Regions from separate parts of the Mus musculus genome. Here region 1 is linked to region 2. The links are chromatin contacts, called in public Hi-C maps. All regions are on one chromosome and are shown on one strand. The core of a region is the stretch at or near the end of the contact, and the rest is flanking DNA. Distances in the headings are between cores, read along the strand shown.

Evidence for each region. A called contact is a pair of places that touch in the nucleus more often than the background predicts.
Region 1: a contact with region 2 is called in a Hi-C map of CD8 T cells, with 1.8 times the contacts expected there. The contact joins two enhancer-like sites. A contact is called at or near these places in 1 of 15 datasets of contacts at CTCF or cohesin (CD8 T cells), 2 of 484 Hi-C or Micro-C datasets (CD8 T cells and bone marrow-derived macrophages), 5 of 115 datasets of contacts at active chromatin or transcription factors (CD8 T cells, the HPC-7 cell line, embryonic stem cells and 2 more) and 1 of 9 other capture datasets (embryonic stem cells).

Annotation. Positions count from the first base shown.
Region 1 is chr8:126,802,934-126,805,633 of GRCm38.p6, forward strand. Gm31718 (a long non-coding RNA gene) reads right to left here. Exons shown (of 8, transcript XR_879375.3): 8 at 1,774-2,700. Among named protein-coding and RNA genes, the nearest start is that of A630001O12Rik, 45 kb to the right of the region's middle. Within about 2 kb of position 1,293, at least 154 of the 459 cell types and tissues checked have an H3K27ac peak or open chromatin away from gene starts, as enhancers often do. A contact at or near this core is called in CD8 T cells, where this site is marked.
Region 2 is chr8:126,636,213-126,639,029 of GRCm38.p6, forward strand. No RefSeq gene overlaps it. Among named protein-coding and RNA genes, the nearest start is that of Gm31546, 41 kb to the left of the region's middle. Within about 2 kb of position 1,534, at least 23 of the 459 cell types and tissues checked have an H3K27ac peak or open chromatin away from gene starts, as enhancers often do. A contact at or near this core is called in CD8 T cells, where this site is marked.

The DNA of each region.
Region 1 (2,700 bases), core at 43-2,542, 170 kb after region 2:
GTGTGCCAACCTGTTCCCAAAGGGAAGCTCACAAATACACCTGCCTATCAGACTTTCTCTCCTAGGAAGGCAGACATGTTTACAGAGTACACAACTCACTAAGACCCACTGGAGAGAAGTACAGGAGGCAGGGTAGGTGGAAGTGAAGCCGAAGTCAGGAAGGGCTCTCCAGGGCTCACCTGCTGTGACTATCTGCCTCCTCACCTCCTGGTTGTGGGCAGGAGCTGGACCCAGAGACCCCTCTCCAGATCGCCTCCCTCAGCTTCTCCAAGTACAGGGCTCCTGTGTGGTGGGGGGCTGCCAGTGCCTCCCACCTGATGAGAGAAGGACAGACACTGCCACTGTGCCCCCGTGGGCATCACACTTCTCTTTTATGCTCACCCAATGGCTGGTCTGCTGACCTGCAGATGCTCCAGTCTTGCATGTGAATGTAGCCCTAACTTTGCATAGCCTTCTTCACCAGAAACCTTTGTGTAAGGGCCCAAGTTAACACTGTGCTCTGTGTGCTCCCAGCACAGATCTTCTGCAGATAACCCATGAGCCCATCACATCACAACCAGGATCCCTTACTGCTTTAGGTCCGAGAATATTCTATCTCTCCTTCACGATACTAACAACTCTTGAAATCCATGCTGGGAAATTTCGAGACAGGATATAGATCATTGTAGATTTAAAAATAAACTAAAGAAACTGGTAAGGTAAGCATAAAAGGTGACCTTGGGACATCTGGCCAGATGTGACAATGGGCCTACTAGATGCTTTTCTGAAGCCTCTCAGGCTCCTATGGTGTTCCCACCTAGCCTCACCCTATCCAGTCAAAATTGTAAGTCACATCCACACGGAAGAGAGGAAGGACAACGTCCCTTATACATCACAACAGATTAGACACGCGCATGCCCTTTGCTATTCTTGCGACATCTCTGAGATATACTTTTTTTTTTTTTTCAAAAAAAGAAATTAAAGAAGGCAGCAAATGTGTCTCAGTTGTTCGAGGGGTTGGCTAGCACACACAAAGCTCTGACTTTGATCTCCTCACTTTATAAACCTGAAGCAAGACATTCTCAGCACCGGGGAGTAAAGTCAGAGGCATCAGCAGTCCAAGGCCCCTCTAGGCTGCACAAGACACTGTCTCAAGAAAGATACAGGGGAGAAAAGGAAAAGCAAAAGAGTTTGGAAGAAGAAGGCGAGGCGGTGCAGCTTGGGGTGGTGTGGACTCCTGTGGGCCCTCAAGAAGGTGAATCACTGTAGGGAAGTGGCCAGGGTTGGTTATCCCCAAAGTGGGGGGCAGGGGGGTGGGGACAGAGCCCTATAGGTTCCTCAGACTGAGGTGACAAGCAGCTTGATGATCTGGCCTCTTGTCTACAGAGCAGTCACTTCCCCCACGAAAAACCCCAGTGCCTTCCAGGAACCGCACAGAACGTTCGTTCCTACTTCCCTTTGCCACAAACATTCTGCAGCCCCTGCTTATCTGATTGGATCCACAGGTTCATTTGCAGGCAAATGGGATCCCATTTATGGTGACTTGGCCTTTCCTGCTCTAGACTGGTTAACCCTGGCTTTAACCTGCAGCAACGAGATCCTAGGTGAAGACCTGGAGCAGGGGAAAGCCCAGGCTCCTTGCTTCTGTATGCAACCCTAAAAATGGGTACAAGAAGCCTAAAGGACCAGCGAGCAATCGGGATATTCAGTGTGGCCTTGAGGGAAGGGCTTTTTGGCCCCAGAGACTTCACTCCTCCCCCCATTTTAATATTTATTGAATTGACAATACTAGCTGTATATATGAATGAGACATAACATGTTGCCATACCTGTATACATGGTGTAAAAATTACACCAGGGCAATTGGCCTACATATCACATAAAACATTTATCATTTCTGTGTACAAGAACCCTTGAAAACCTTCCCCTTTCTAAGCTACAATGTATCTCCTTTCTAAGCTACAATGTATCTCCTTTCTAAGCTACAATGTATCTCCTTTCTAAGCTACAATGTATCTCCTTTATAAAACAATGTATCTCCTGATGCATTGTTTTCAACCATAGTGACTGTAGCATGCTACAAAACATTAGAAGTGACTTCTCCCACCTGTTCCCTAGCCTGGTTAACTACCCTCTCCTTCCCCCAGCCCATAATAACAACCATTCTCCTCTCTGTTTCCTTGACACCAACTCGTCAATGGCCACGTGGGAAAGTGTGTGGTATTCCTGACCCTTTCATCTTTTAGACCTGATGGATAACATGCTGTTCTACTAAGAAAGCTACAGCAATACCTCTGAAGCTAGGTAGCTTGAACAACACGTTGAGGAACACGTATCATCTGAGATTAGAAGTCCAGGAGCACACTCTTGGCCGATGCTATTCCTTGCAAAGGCCTCTCTGTGGCTTCCAGAGGAGCACCTGCTCATTGTGTCCCTGTTGGGTGAGGATCCTGTGTGTGCTGGAGGTGGCTCCTGTCCTAGGAGCCCTGTACTGACACCCAAGGACCCTGAGGGCCTGGCCCAGGCTCCCCACCCTCTTGTGTGAATGCCATTCAGGTTTTTGTTCATTGTTGCCTGCCGGACAACCGGGAGTGTTTTCTTTGGAAAGCCCAGCGATCCTGCATGCTGCCCTTCCTCTGTCCCGAACAAGTGTTGTTTAATGGGCGGCCGAGATTGTTTTGGAGATAGGCGTCTTTTCGAAAGAGGAGGAGGCTGTGTGCCT
Region 2 (2,817 bases), core at 284-2,783:
TCAGTGGTTAAGACTTCCAGAAGTCCTGAGTTAAATTCCCAGCAACCACATAGGGGTTCACAACCATCCTTAATGGGATCTGATACACTCTTCTGATGTGTGTCTGAAGACAGCTACAGTGTACTCATATAAATAAAATGAATAAGTCTTTAAAAAAAGAAAGAAACTAATGAGAGACAGTGACATGGTTGCCTTTTTGATAGCATGGTATCCTGAGTTCAATTTCAGCAGGAAGAGCAAGAGTGGAGACAGAAGACTATGTACTGAAGCTCCAGAAATCATGAGCCAAGATAAACCCTCATTCCTCTGAATTGACTTTCTCAGATGTTTTATCACAGTGAAAGAAAGCTAGCACACAACCTTTGTTTCTAGAAGAGAGCTATGCTCATAGCTCAGCCCTGGGAAATCAAGTCAGTGTGCTGATGAGGTGATTAAATAGAGTGAGTAACCAAAGTCACACATTCAGTATCTTTTCCTGGTCCCTGGCATTGTAGATTCATACTTGGTCAGCCAGGCACATTGATTTGGCATTTTGGAATGATTCACTCAACCCAGGGCAATGAAACTTTGCAGATATGCAAGAAAGGGCACATTGGAGGGTAAAAAAGGGAGTTAAGATCAAGCTGGGGAGATAGATTATACAAGATACAGATATACAACATACAGGTATACAGTACACACTGACACACTAACACACATAGACACACTGATCCATGTAAACAAAGACACTGATAGACACACACATAGACACTGACAGACACATAGATACACTAACACACAGAGACACTGACAGACATGCTGACCCACAGATACAGACATCTACACATCCAGATACACTTACACACAAGGAGACCCTGACACACAAAGATACATTGACATATACAGATACACTACTACACAGAGATACACTGACAGACACTGAAACACACTGACAAAAACAGATACATGAGATATACATAGTAACTAACACAGTTGACAGACATAGTTATTTAACAATATAGCACATACACAAGATATACATAGTAACACATAGACCCTGACAATTAAGTAACTGAGACACAGAGACACACTGACATATACACACACGTACACTGACAGACACAGACACACAAATACTCAATACATTGACACATGGACACATACAGATATATATCACACACTGACACACACAAACACTGACACACATACAGACACAGAGACACATACATAAACTCACATGCATATACAGACATACAAAGTCACACATATCTACACATACAAACAGGCACACATCCATACGCAGACACTCATATATGTATACACACTCTTAATTCATGTTTCAGCTACAACATTCTATTTCTTTCCAGCATTGGGGGGTTGAACCTAGGACCTCACACACAGTAGGCAAGAACTCTACTGCTTTTCAGCCCCATTCTTTTTTTACTTTTTATTTTGAGACAAGTTTTCATTTAAATCAACAGAGTCGATCACGAGCTCACTCTGTAGTTGGTTTGGCCTTGTGATCTGGCTTCAACATCCTGAGTAGTGGGCAGGTATATGCCTTGCATGGAGGCCACAGGTCAACCTTAGACAGCTCCCTCAGTTACCCCCTGGAGGTGTTACAGTTCTGACAGGAAAGGTATCCTGGCAGTTGGGAACCAAGGAGTACCACAAAGTCACACCGTACCACAAACCTCATACAGGAGGTTTATGGGAAGACACACAAGAAGGTGGCTGTCTCTGCTGGGTGAGAAGCTGGGGTTGCTTTTACACAGGCGCTGACTATTTGAGCTCAGGTCCCCATGCTTATGCAAGCACTCCCCAGCCCCAATCCACAACCCTGGCATAAAGATTTGGTGGGGAAGAGACATAGGAATTTTGGCTCTGAATGTTCACATTCTGGTTATTCACATCAACCTTTATCTCTCGTTGCTACCGACAAATAAAACATCAGCTCAGAGTTCGACTTGGCAAGTGGGAGAAATCAAAGAATGGATCTTTGAGGCAAAATGTGGGCGGTATCTATTTGTAGCTCACGTAGGCTTAGAAAAGCCATGCAGGCAGAATGCACAGAGCTAAGCAGCAAAGACAACGGGAGAGTGAGCATCCCTAACACACTGCTCTGTGGCCGACAGACCTTCTGAACTTGCTGCTCAGAGGCTGCAGGGAGAGAAAGCAGATGAGGACCAGTCTGTGCATGGATGTCACCGAGGCTGCTGTCCTCAGGCACTTTGCAGTAGTTCCTTGGGAATATTATACTCGTGTGGAAGCCACCAGGCTCCAGGTCTTATGTCTGGTTTTTGTCTCTAGCTAGACCTGCCCTAAACCCAGGTCTCAAACTTCTGAATTCTCAGCTAAAACCCCACACTTCTATTAAGATCTGCCTTGCCTCGAGTTTGTGTGGGTATGTGTGTGTTGTGTGTGTGTGTGTGTCTGTGTGTCTGTGTGTGTGTGTTTGTGTGTGGTGTGTAGACCTGAGCATAACCTTTTGTATTGCCCCTAAGGTGCCATCCAATGGCCTGGAGCTCACTAAGTAGACCACCTGGCTGACCAGTGAGCCCCAGGGACCAGTCTGTTTCTGTCTCCCCAGTGCTGAGATTATAAATGTGTACCATGACACCTGCCTTTTTTAACCTGGGTTCTGGGGATCCAACTCAGGTTCTCCTGTTTGTGCAGCAGTGACTTTACCCATTGAGCCCTTTCTCCTTACGCCTGTGCTGCCTCGTGGACACTATTAGCAGCCGGTCTAGAACATGGTGGGGCGGGGGGAGAGCTTCAACATCGGGGGAGCAATTAATTGAGAGCAAGTGGCCAAAGAGAACATGGGGCTGGAGACAG